Regions from separate parts of the Macaca mulatta genome. Here all the other regions are linked to region 3. Evidence: chromatin contacts called from public Hi-C data. All regions are on one chromosome and are shown on one strand. Each heading gives the region's core, a stretch centred on a gene start, on an enhancer-like site or on the middle of the called end of the contact. The rest is flanking DNA. Distances are from core to core; before and after follow the strand shown.

Evidence for each region. Hi-C and Micro-C count contacts between places; a contact is called where the count stands out from the background.
Region 1: a contact with region 3 is called in a Hi-C map of CD4 T cells, with 2.5 times the contacts expected there. The contact joins the promoter of VKORC1L1 here to the promoter of LOC706126 in region 3. A contact is called at or near these places in 4 of 14 Hi-C or Micro-C datasets (CD4 T cells, blood, cortical neurons and 1 more).
Region 2: a contact with region 3 is called in a Hi-C map of fetal cortex germinal zone, with 2.3 times the contacts expected there. The contact joins the promoter of GUSBA here to the promoter of LOC706126 in region 3. A contact is called at or near these places in 2 of 14 Hi-C or Micro-C datasets (cortical neurons and fetal cortex germinal zone).

Annotation. Positions count from the first base shown.
Region 1 is chr3:59,200,427-59,203,997 of T2T-MMU8v2.0, reverse strand. It overlaps VKORC1L1 (vitamin K epoxide reductase complex subunit 1 like 1), which reads left to right and starts at 2,199. Exons shown (of 3, transcript NM_001266931.2): 1 at 2,199-2,399. The coding sequence starts at 2,206.
Region 2 is chr3:59,093,231-59,096,892 of T2T-MMU8v2.0, reverse strand. It overlaps GUSBA (glucuronidase, beta, a), which reads right to left and starts at 1,879. Exons shown (of 11, transcript XR_003728022.2): 1 at 1,608-1,879; 2 at 1-82.
Region 3 is chr3:59,342,474-59,346,184 of T2T-MMU8v2.0, reverse strand. It overlaps LOC706126, which reads left to right and starts at 1,398. Exons shown (of 10, transcript XM_077998166.1): 1 at 1,398-1,411; 2 at 1,848-2,261; 3 at 3,129-3,200. The coding sequence starts at 1,398.

The DNA of each region.
Region 1 (3,571 bases), core at 950-3,449, 140 kb after region 3:
GGGTTGGATTAGGGACTATTTTCTTTTTCTTTCTTTTTTTCTTTTTTTGAGATGGAGTTTCTCCTTGTAAGCCAAGTGGAGTGCAATGATGTGAGCTCAGCTCACTGCAACCTCCACCTCCCAGGTTCAAGCGATTCTCACGCCTCAGCTTCCCAAGTAGTTGGGATTACAGGCATGTGCCACCATGTCCGGCTAATCTTTGTATTTTTAGTAGAGATGGGGTTTCACCATGTTGGTCAGCTGGTCTTGAACTCCTGACCTTAGGTGCTCTACCCACTTTGGCCTCCCAAAATTCTGGGATTACAGGTGTGAGCCACCGCACCTGGCTGGACCTAGGGACTATTTTCTAAGTAGCAATAGACTACGTAAAAGTGATGGGATGTCACTTCTGGGATTAGTTTTCAAAAAAGGACTGTGATCTCACTCTCATTTTCTTTTTCTGTCTCTTCCTCTTTCCCCTCCCTCTCCCTGGGGTAAGCCTGCCGCTTCTCAACAAGAGGTGCAAGTGGACAGGAAATGATGTCTCCAGCCAACAGCCAGAGAGGACCTGAGGCCTGCCAGCAGCCGTGGAAGTGAGTTTGAAAGAGGAATCTGAAGCCTTGGGAGAGCTGCAGCCCTGGCTGACAGCTTGATTGTATCCTCGTGAGAGCCTGAGCCAGAGGACACAGCTAACCTCACCCAGATTCCTAGCCCATGGAAACTGTGAGGAAAAAAATAATTTATTGTTTCTTAAGCTGTTAAATTTGGGGTGATTTTTACCCAACAATAGATAACGAATACAAAGATATTGCTTAATACTCAAAATCACTATATAATGCCCCTGAAAAATTGAAAGCTGCAACCAGGGAAACTGAAAATCTCTAAGAACACTGTGTTTCTTCTTAAAGACAGTGAGAAAAGTACACACATCTGTTTTCCTTTTAGTTTTGGCCACTGGGAAGCTCAGAGCCAAATTTATGATGCAATTTTAATAACTGTGTAAGCCGCTATGGCCTGCTTATCTGTGTTCTTATTCCTGGCCTTTCATTTTATTCTGACTTTTCTTTTTCTTCGTCCTGATTGTATTAGCTCATCTTTATATTGTTCTATATTATATGACTTGTGGTAAGCCACCTCAAATTCAGCTTACAGAGAAGCAAGACAATCGTAAATTTTTTTTTTTTTTTTTTTTTTTTTTTGAGACTCTCACTGTATCGCCCAGGCTGGAGTGCAGTGGAACGATTTCGGCTCACTGCAACCTCTGCCTCCTGGGTTCAAGCGATTCTCCTGCCTCAGCCTCGCCAGTAGCTGGGATTACAGGCGCCCACCACTACACACGGCTAATTTTTTTGTTGTTGTGTTTTGTATTTTTAGTAGACACGGGGTTTCACCATGTAGGCCAGGCTGGTCTCGAACTCCTGACCTCAGGTGATCCACCTGCCTCGGCCTCTCAAAGTGCTGGGATTACGGGTGTTAGCCAATGTACCCGGTCCATAAATCATTTTTTAAAAAATAGTTTTTAAATTTAAAACATAGCTTTGCACATTAAAAAAAAAGTTTTGTACAGGTCGAACACAGAGTCCCACAGAGGTGGTGGTGGGAAGATTAGCTCATAGGAGTGTGGCTCTGGAGCTCCAAGCATTGGCCAGGGTTGATTTAGATTGGGTCAGAAATATCAAGTGATAACGACGAAAAAGGAGAAAAGGATGGCAATTGATTGCCATCCTCAGGAGGGGCCCACGGCTCGCCCAGTCACCCACAGTGGCATCCTTGCAATGTGCTCCTTACACTGCTCCTCTAAGCCCCTCCCTCGCGGACCCGCTCAGCCCCGCCCCTCCCCTACCCCGCCCCTCTCCTCCCCTGCCCCGCCCCTCTCTGCCCCGGGCTCCACCCCTCGCGCCCGCCGCCCCGCGCCGCGCCGCCTCAGCCTCCGCCGGCCGATCCGGCCTCCCCGGCGGTTGCGCACTCCACCCCCTCCCTCCACGCCCGCGCGCGCCTTCCCCGCCCCGTCCGCCTCACTCCTTTCGGGGCGGTTGGGCCGCGCTCCTGTGGGGGCGGGGCCCGGAGCAGGCGACCGAGCCAATGGGGCGCGGCGGCGGCGGCGGTGGTGGCGGCGGCGGCGGAGGCGGTGGCGGCAGCGGCGGCGGCTGGGTCGGGCCCCGACGGGCGGCGGCGGCTGAGGTGGAGGCGGAGGGAGGAGGTGGCGGCGGCGGCGGCGGGGGGAAGATGGCGGCGCCCGTCCTGCTGAGAGTGTCAGTGCCGCGGTGGGAGCGGGTGGCCCGGTATGCAGTGTGCGCTGCCGGGATTCTGCTCTCCATCTACGCCTACCACGTGGAGCGGGAGAAGGAGCGGGACCCCGAGCACCGGGCCCTCTGCGACCTGGGGCCCTGGGTGAAGTGCTCCGCCGCCCTTGCCTCCAGGTAACCGGCTTGGGGGAGTGGGCCGGGAGCGGCTGAGCGGGGCGAGGGCGGAGTCTGGGGGTGGGGAGCGCGCGGCGGGAGCTCAGGCCTGGGGGCGGCGGGGACCGGGCCTTGAGGGGACGGACGGGGTCGGGGCCGGGCGAGGGGCGGCTGCAGGGCGCTCCTGCCCGGGGGGCGGCCTCAGCCAAGGCCGCGGGGAGGAGGTGGCGGGGCCGCGAGGCAGCCGGGAGGGATGAGGTGGCAGAGTGCAGCCGGGAGGCCGGGGCGGACGCGGAGCGGTCGGGCGGGCTGGGGCCGGGCTGGGCAGGAGCGCGAGGGGGCTGCGGAGGGTGGGTCCAGGCCGGCTTGACAGGTTTCCTGGTTCTCGGGAGGCGGGCCGGGGATGTGGGACCCTGTCCGCCGCACCCGCAAGACCAGCGGCCACCTCTTGTTCCCCCGATCGCTGCAGCCGAGGCTTTGGGGCCGGCGCGGAGACAGGGGGGTTGCGTTTCCCACTGTCTTCCTGGTGCTAGGACAGGTGTTTCCGTGGTCAGGCCTCTTTGTACTCCAGCGCTAGTGAGAATTTGCAGACTTATTGGGACGGTGACATTTGCTGGCAAACACGAATTTGGCCCTACTCTGGAAGAAGATACCAGCACTTAACATATCTGATTTCTTGGATTCTCCCTCGTATATTTCAGTGTGCCAGGAGGGGAAAATGGTCTGAGTTTGGGTCTAGTTCAAGCTTCATTGGAGTAAAGGGCAAGTATGTTATGTGTATGGTGGTGTTTTAGGCATTGGGACGACTTTTAAACGTTGTTGCCTATTAGTATAATAGGATACCCACAACAGATTAAAAACACACCCTTTGCTAAACTGGAGCGATTGGTTTGTGTTACTAATCATTTTAGTTTTTTTTTTTTTAAATGTTGTAATTGGTTTGTCTGTTACGTTTTATTTTAATGCATTAAATTTTCCTAGGCAAGTTACTTTGAAAAAGGGGGAATTTACATTTCAAAAGTGGCTGCTGTTTTTTTTGTTGTTGTTTTTTTAAATGGGGCGATTAAAAAAATAAGTCGAAGGAATGATTTCAAAATGTATAGGTTACGATTTTAATAGAGAATATGTCTGATATTTAGATGTTTGTTAACAGTAGTCACATTTGAGCGATTTCTTCCTCTCCTTTTGATTGG
Region 2 (3,662 bases), core at 630-3,129, 250 kb after region 3:
AGCCAACAAAATGCCGCAGACGCCAGTCCTGGGTGATGTCGTTGAAGCTGGAGGGAACCGGCATGTCCAGGGTGGGGCCTGACTGTGGAGAGAAAGGCCGGGCTCAGCTCCTAGGCCCCCAAAGGGATCCGGGACCAGTGTGCTGCACAGCTGTGTCCCAGGCTTAGTGCAAAAGCCCTGACACATTGTGAGGACTCTTGGCGGAACAGACAGATAACTTGCTGATAACAGGTCAATTGCCAGGGCGGTTAGTGCACCTGGGCCAGGGGAGCCAGGAGTTCCTCCTTGGAATGGGTGGGGCCCAATATCTCCTGAGACAGGAGCGAGCCCAGGGCCACATCCCAGCCAGAGGCAAGAAGGTTCAGACCCATGACTAAGGCAGATGGCCCATTGCATGTCACAGGGAGGAAGGCTGGTTGGGGGGATAGGGGGAGCTTTGCTTAGGACACTGTGAGTGGGGCCCACACTGGCACCCAGCCCCCTCCTCTCTCCCTCCTGTACCGAATGATGCAAAGTCAGAAAAAGAGGATGTAGACCAGGCAAAAGCGGCCCAGACCTCACCCGGTTCCACTTCTCTGCTGACCACATCCGAGTCAGGAGGGGAACACGGGTGGCGTCCTTGGCCTGATGTCACGTCCTGTCCTCTATCTGAACCTTAAAAACCAGAAAGCTGACCTCAGGACGTCTAAACTGTCCCCTCCTCCCAATCCCCGGGCCCAGCTCTGTGCAGTGCATGCTGCTGTGCCAGGGGAGTGTGTGGGTGGTTCATGCCTGTAATCAGCACTTTGGGAGGTCAACGTGGGAAGATGGCTTCAGGCCAGGAGTTCGAGACCATCCTGGGTAACTAGTGAGACCCTTTATCTTTAAAAAAAAAAAAAAAAATGTCTCATTGTGTTGCCCAGGTTGGAGTGCAGTGGCATGATCTCAGCTCACTGCAACCTCTACCTCTTGGGTTCAAGCAATTCTCCTGACTCAGCCTCCCAAGTACCAGGGATTACAGGCGTGAACCACCACACTTGGTTAATTTTTATATTTTTAGTAGAGACGAAGTTTCACCATGTTATGTTGGCCAGCCTGGTCTCAAACTCCTGGCCTCAGGTGATTCGCCCGCCTCCGCCTCCCAAAGTGCTGGGATTACAGGTGTGAGCCACTGAGCCCGGGTAAGATTTTTTGTTTTGTTTTGCTTTTTAGCCAGGCGTGGTGGCCCCAGCTAAACTGCGGGACGGGAGAATCGAGTGAGCTCAGAAGTTAGGATGGCGCCACTCTCCTCCAGCCTGGGAGACAGGTGCAAACCCAGTCTCAAAAAATTTTTTTTTAAAATAAAAAATAAATATTAAAAGGAAGGATACTGCACAGGCTCAGCCTTCGCCTCAGGAAGGGGTTCGGCAGGAGTCTTTTCTCCTCCTCCTGCCTCCTCCACCCCGGCCCTCCAGAGTGCCCCAGTTCCCCCGTCCCCCAACCCCGCGCCCCCTAAGCCCGTTGACCTTTAACCTCCTGCGGGCTCCCAGCTCCGGGAAGCCCAGGGGAAGGAGCCTGCGGGGACCCGGGATCCCCCACTCCCACCGCCGGGCTTCCAGACGCCTCCCGGCCCTGCCCCGAGATCGCACCTCCCGCAGAGGCCGCCGGTACCACTGCTCCTCAAAGCCCCGGCGTCGGTTGTCGGAGAAGTCGGCGCGGAAGCTCCAAAGGCCGTCCAGCTCCTTGCGCTCCCGCGACGGGCTCTCCCGGGGGTACAGCATCCCGCCCTGCAGCGCCAGCGCGCAGCCCCACAACAGCGGCCCAAGCACCGCCCAGGCCACCGCCAAGCCCCGGGCCATGCTTTCCGCTCGCCTACTCCCCCGCTCCCCTCTCCGTCACTGTCTGCTGGGCTAAGAAAAGCGCGGGAGGTGCCCGTAGGGCGGCTCGCGTGACGCGCCGGTGGCGTGACGCGCCTGAAGCCGTCCGCGCCATCTTGGTTCAGGACGAGTGCCAGGCCTGGAGGGGCGGGGCGGGGCCGGGAGCTGCCCAGTGGGGCCTGTGGCTGGAACCCCAGGCTAGGCCTTTGGGGAAACGGGACCCTCACCCTCAGCCCCAGCCAAGAAGGGCGAGGTCTGCTCCCCACCCCGGCCCAGGCTGGACGATCCAGGGTCGCAGGCCAGAACAGAACCCCTGAGATCGGTGGGATCCCCCTGTTTCGTCAAGGAGCACCTCCACTTGCTTTCCCCAGCAGGAATTTGAGCTGGCCCCATGGGAGCTTCTTCCATGCCTGTGTGATGCAGCCTCTTGCAGGGATGCCCGTCCTTGGGATGCGGCCATAGCCTTGACCCTGGGATTCTGGAGCCCTGACCTTAACCCAGGGGCCAAGAGCTCCCTCTTGGTGTTGCAGGCACATAAAGATGCAGGGAGAGAGGCCAGGTGCAGTAATCCCTGCACTTTGGGAACCCGAGGTGGGGGGCGGGGGGGGGGGGGGCGGATCACTTGGGGCCAGGAGTTCGAGACCAGCCTGGCCAACAGACAGTGAAACCCCGTCCCTATTTTGTAAAAATTGAAAAAAAAAAAAAATTAGCGGGGCGTGATGACGCGCACCTGTAATCCCAGCTACTCGGAAAATCGAGGTAGGAGAATCGCTTGAACCCGGGAAGCAAAGGCTGCAGTGAGCCAAGATCACACCACTGCACTCCAGCCTGGGCAACGGAGCAAGACTCTGTCTCCAAAAAAAAAAAAAAAAAAAAAAAAAAAAAAAAAAAATTGCAGGGAAAGGGTGCCCTGCGGGACCCCACTTTACTCCAGTAGGGAAGGCACCGTGTGGGAGAGGTAGAGGAGGAGATCTGGAGACAGCAAAGGAGACATAGGTTTATGAAGGGTACTTTCATATAGGGACGGTTCAGTGGTCATTGCTGGACATGAGAACCACTACGATTTGTAAAAAGCATGCAGCTTACATAACATTTTCAACTAGCATCCTGTTACTGGTGGAGTTCCGGGTGGTGAGTCCCTACACATCAGCAGCAACCTCAATTCTCGCCTCCTCAGAAGAAAGAATTGCACTGAAGGGTATAAGGCAGAAAGCCAGAGGAAGGCCAGTTGCAGAGCAGTAGTAAAAGTTTATTAAAAAGCAGGCCAGCGCTGGGCGCTGTGGCTCAAGCCTGTAATCCCAGCACTTTGGGAGGCAGAGGTGGGAGAATCACGAGGTCAGGGGTTTGAGACCAGCCTGGCCAATATGGTGAAACCCTGTCTCTACTGAAAATTAGCTGGGCATGGTGGCATGCGCCTGTAGTCCCAGCTACTCAGGAGGCTGAGGCAGGAGAATCTACTGAACCCAGGAGGCAGAGGTTGCAGTCAGCCGAGATCACACCACTGCACTCCAGCCTGGCGACAGAGCAACACTCAGTCTAAAAAAAAAAAAAAAGCAGGCCAGGTGCAGTGGCTCAAACCTGTAACCCCAGCACTTTGGGAGGTCAAGGCGGGAGGATTACTTGAGGTCAGGAGTTTGAGACCAACCTGGCCAACATGGAGAAACCCCATCTCTACTAAAAATACAAAAATTAGCCGGGTGGCGGGCACCTGTAGTCCAAACTATTCGGGAGACTGAGGCAGGAGAAATGCTTGAACCTGGGAGGCAGAGGTTGCAGTGAGCTGAGATCATGCCACTGCTCTGCAGCCTGGGCTACAGAGTGAGATGC
Region 3 (3,711 bases), core at 149-2,648:
CTCCTTCCCAAGTTCATGCAATTCTCATGCCTCAGCCTCTGAGTAGCTTGGATCACAGATGCACACCACCATGCCAGGCTAATTTTTGTATTTTTACAGAGACGGTGTTTCACCATGTTGGTCGGGCTAATGTTTGTATTTTTACAGAGACAGGGTTTCACCATGTTGGCCAGGATGGTCTTGACCTCCTGACTTCAAGTGATCTGCCCGCCTCAGCTTCCCAAAGTGCCGGGATTACAAGCGGGGGCCACCACACCTGGTCTCCTCATAACATTTTTAACAGCAGTTATAATAAATCTGCATGCACACCATGTAATACCTATGGAACTAATAACTAGTATTCTATTGTGCAGTGATTCTAGTCACATATATATATATACGTTTTTGTGATTCTCAAATACACAAACCCTCCTAAAAGCATCATATACCGATATTCACTGCAGCCTGAATAGCAGATTGGGAACAACTTAAACATCAGTCAGTAGGTGACCAGTTAATTGTGTCATTCTTTTTGAGACAGGGTCGGCTCTCATCGCCCAGGCTGGAGTGCAGTGGCAATACCATAGCAGACTGCAACCTCCGCCTCCTAGATTCCGGCAATCCTCCCACCTCAGCCTCTCAAGTAGCTGGGACCATGGGCGTGCACCACCACGCCCAGCTAATTTTTGTACTTTTTGTATAGATGGGGTCTCACTGTGTTGCCCAGGCTGGTCTTGAACTCCCAGGCACAAGTGATCCGCCCCCCTTGGCCTCCCAAATTGTCGGGATTAGTTGTGAGCCACCATGCCCCGGCCTCTAGTTGTGTAATTCTTACAAAGAACATTCCGCAGCTGTTAACGAGGACTTCCCGTTCATCTTGATATTGCACACTCTCCAAGACACTTAAAGTATAACACACCCCACAGTGTGTATTAGGAATTGCGATTTGTGTGGGGAAATGATTATATTCATATATAAGTTTATAAATTCAGAAAGCATTCCGAAAATTCATCGAGTATCCAGGGGTAACCGTGCTTGTCTCTAGTGTTGAACTAGAGGCGGGAGGATGATTTAATTTCCACATGCCCTTTTATGCCTTTTGAATTCAGAACAATTTCCCTTATCTATTAAAAATAAAACACCAGCCGGGCACGGTGGCTCACGCCTGTAACCCCAGCACTTTGGGAGGCCGAGGCGGGAGGATCACTTAAGCGCAGGAGTATCGCTTGAGCTCAGGAATTTGAGACCACCCTGGGCAACAGAGTGAGGCCTATGTCTGCAAAAAGAAAAAAAATAATAAAGTAAAATATCACGTGTTACTGAATCCCTGGTATTTGGCGGGCACTGGATACTGGAAACAATTGTGTAGCTCTTTGGAAATTTACCTTAAAAGGGAGTCCTCTCAAAGGCTGGACACCATGACTCTACAAGGGTGAGTTTTCAAATCTACCATGGAAGCCCAGGGCCTCAGCAGCATCCTGAGTCCTACGGACAGACAGGTTCTTACGACTCAACTCCCATCGCACCAGTCCTGCAGCTTTCTAAAGGCATCCAGCACTTTCTACTTTGCATTCTATCTTCATCTTCGCTAGTCCTTACAGCACCGCATGATCCTGGGGGAGGGTGCTTATCAGACTAGCTTGTGTGTCCCCACGGCACCTGCAGCACCGTCAAGCACAAGGTCCAGAAAGCTCCAATGAAAGCCATGAAAGCAGCAAGAGAAGGAGACTGAGGAGCAAAACGCGCGAGTAGGGGCGGGAGGAGGCCCACCATACGCCCTGCCCCGCGCGGAGCACAAGCCCCGCCTGCATCCTGAACTCCTGGGTCCGCAAAGCTGCGCCCCACTGAACCGCAACGCCGGAACCTAGTAGCACTGACTGCTGGGAACAGGTTGCTGCCTTGCGCAATAACGCCGCGGTCACAGCGGCGGCGCGAGGGGTGGGACCGCAGGCACCATGCAGCCGCGAACCAATGAGCGTGCGCCGCACGGGCCGTGGCCCAATGGCGGCGGCGCGCGGGCACGCTAGGGGCGGGCCGGGCGCGCCAACTTTTCCGGAAGAACCGCATAGTGCCTCCCGTGCACTGCGCGCCGGCTCTGAGCTCTCCGCTCGCCGCATGGCTTTCTTTTTCTCCTCTGCAGCAGCTGTGGCGGCGGCGAAGACCGTGAACCCCAAGACAGAGGTGGCCCGAGCGCAGGCAGCGCTGGCGGTCAACGTCAGCGCGGCGCGGGATCTGCAGGACGTGCTGAGGACCAACCTGGGGCCCAAAGACACCATCAACATGTAAGGCGGGGCTGGCAGGAGGGCTGGGCGGGCACCGCGCGCTGGGCCCTGGGCCGCGGACGCGAGCCCGCCGCCTCGGGGCTCCGCAGCCTCCTTTCCCCGCGTCCTCCCGGGCCGGTCCTCTTCCCTGCTAAGCCCCACCACGCGGCCATTTTTTTCTGCGTCGATGCCGTCTCCATGGAGAAAAAAGCGGCTCTAGTACGCGGCGTTTCCCGCTTTCTGGGACTTCCAGGCACCCTGAGGACTCTGCACAATCTCTGCGGGGACGGGGTGGGCACTACACCCGCCCTCCAGCCTGCGGTAGATAACTAGTTCCATATCCTCGGCTTCCTAAGATCTGGGAAAAGCCCGTTTTCTAATGGGACTTTTTAATTTAGTTTTCGTTGATAACTAGCTCCATATCCCCGGCTCCCTGAGATCTGGGAAAAGCCCGATTTTTGTTTTTTTGGTTTTGTTTTTTGACACGGAGTCTCGCTCTGTCAGGCAGGGTGGAGTGCAATGGTATGATCTCGGCTCACTGCAAGCTCCGCCTCCCGGGTTTACCTCATTCTCCTGCCTCAGCCTCGCCAGTAACTGGGACTACAGGTGCCCGCCACCACGCCCAGCTAATTTTTTTTTTTTTTTTTTTTTTTTTTTTTTGTATTTTTAGTAGAGACGGGGTTTCACCGTGTTAGCCAGGATGGTCTCGATATCCTGACCTCGTGATCCACCCGCCTTGGTCTCCCAAAGTGCCGGGATTTACAGGCGTGAGCCACCGCACCCGGCCGGACGAAGAAGCCCGTTTTCTAATGGGACTTTTTAATTTAGTTTTCGTTTTAATTAGTTTCGTTTTTGTCACAATCTGATTCATTTCTGCCCCTTAAACAGGCTTGTTTCTCGCGTTGGAGACATCAGGCTTACTAAAGACACAGGAGTTGACGACCAGCCCTGGCCAACACGGTGAAACTCGGTCTCTACTAAAAATACAAAAATTAGTCAGGCATGTTCCTGCACAGTGTGCTGCTTCACGAAATGGTGAGAGGTGCTCTGCCAGGTCTGAAATGTCTTGATTTTCCATAGAACTTTTGCTTTGTAGAAAGATTTACCATGTTCATTTTCAAGGAAGGAGAACATTCAGAAGTGACATGTAATCAGTAATAGTACTGACCGTGCCTGGAGTCTGACAGCCCTGTCTTTGAATCCCTGCTTTTTTGCCATTCACAGTCTGGGCTAAAGGATTGTAATTGTACATTAATTATAATAAAATTTGAAAAATTAAGGGTGGTTGACACAATCACATGGTCAAAATGCATGAGGATAGTTTTTCTCTTTATGGCTTTTTTTTTTTTTTTTTTAAAGACAGAGTCTCACTGTCGCCCAACCTGGAGTCCAGTGGCTCACTGCAACCTCCACCTCCTGGGTTCAAGCGATTCTCCTGTCTCAGCTTCCCAAGTAGCTGGGATTACAGGCT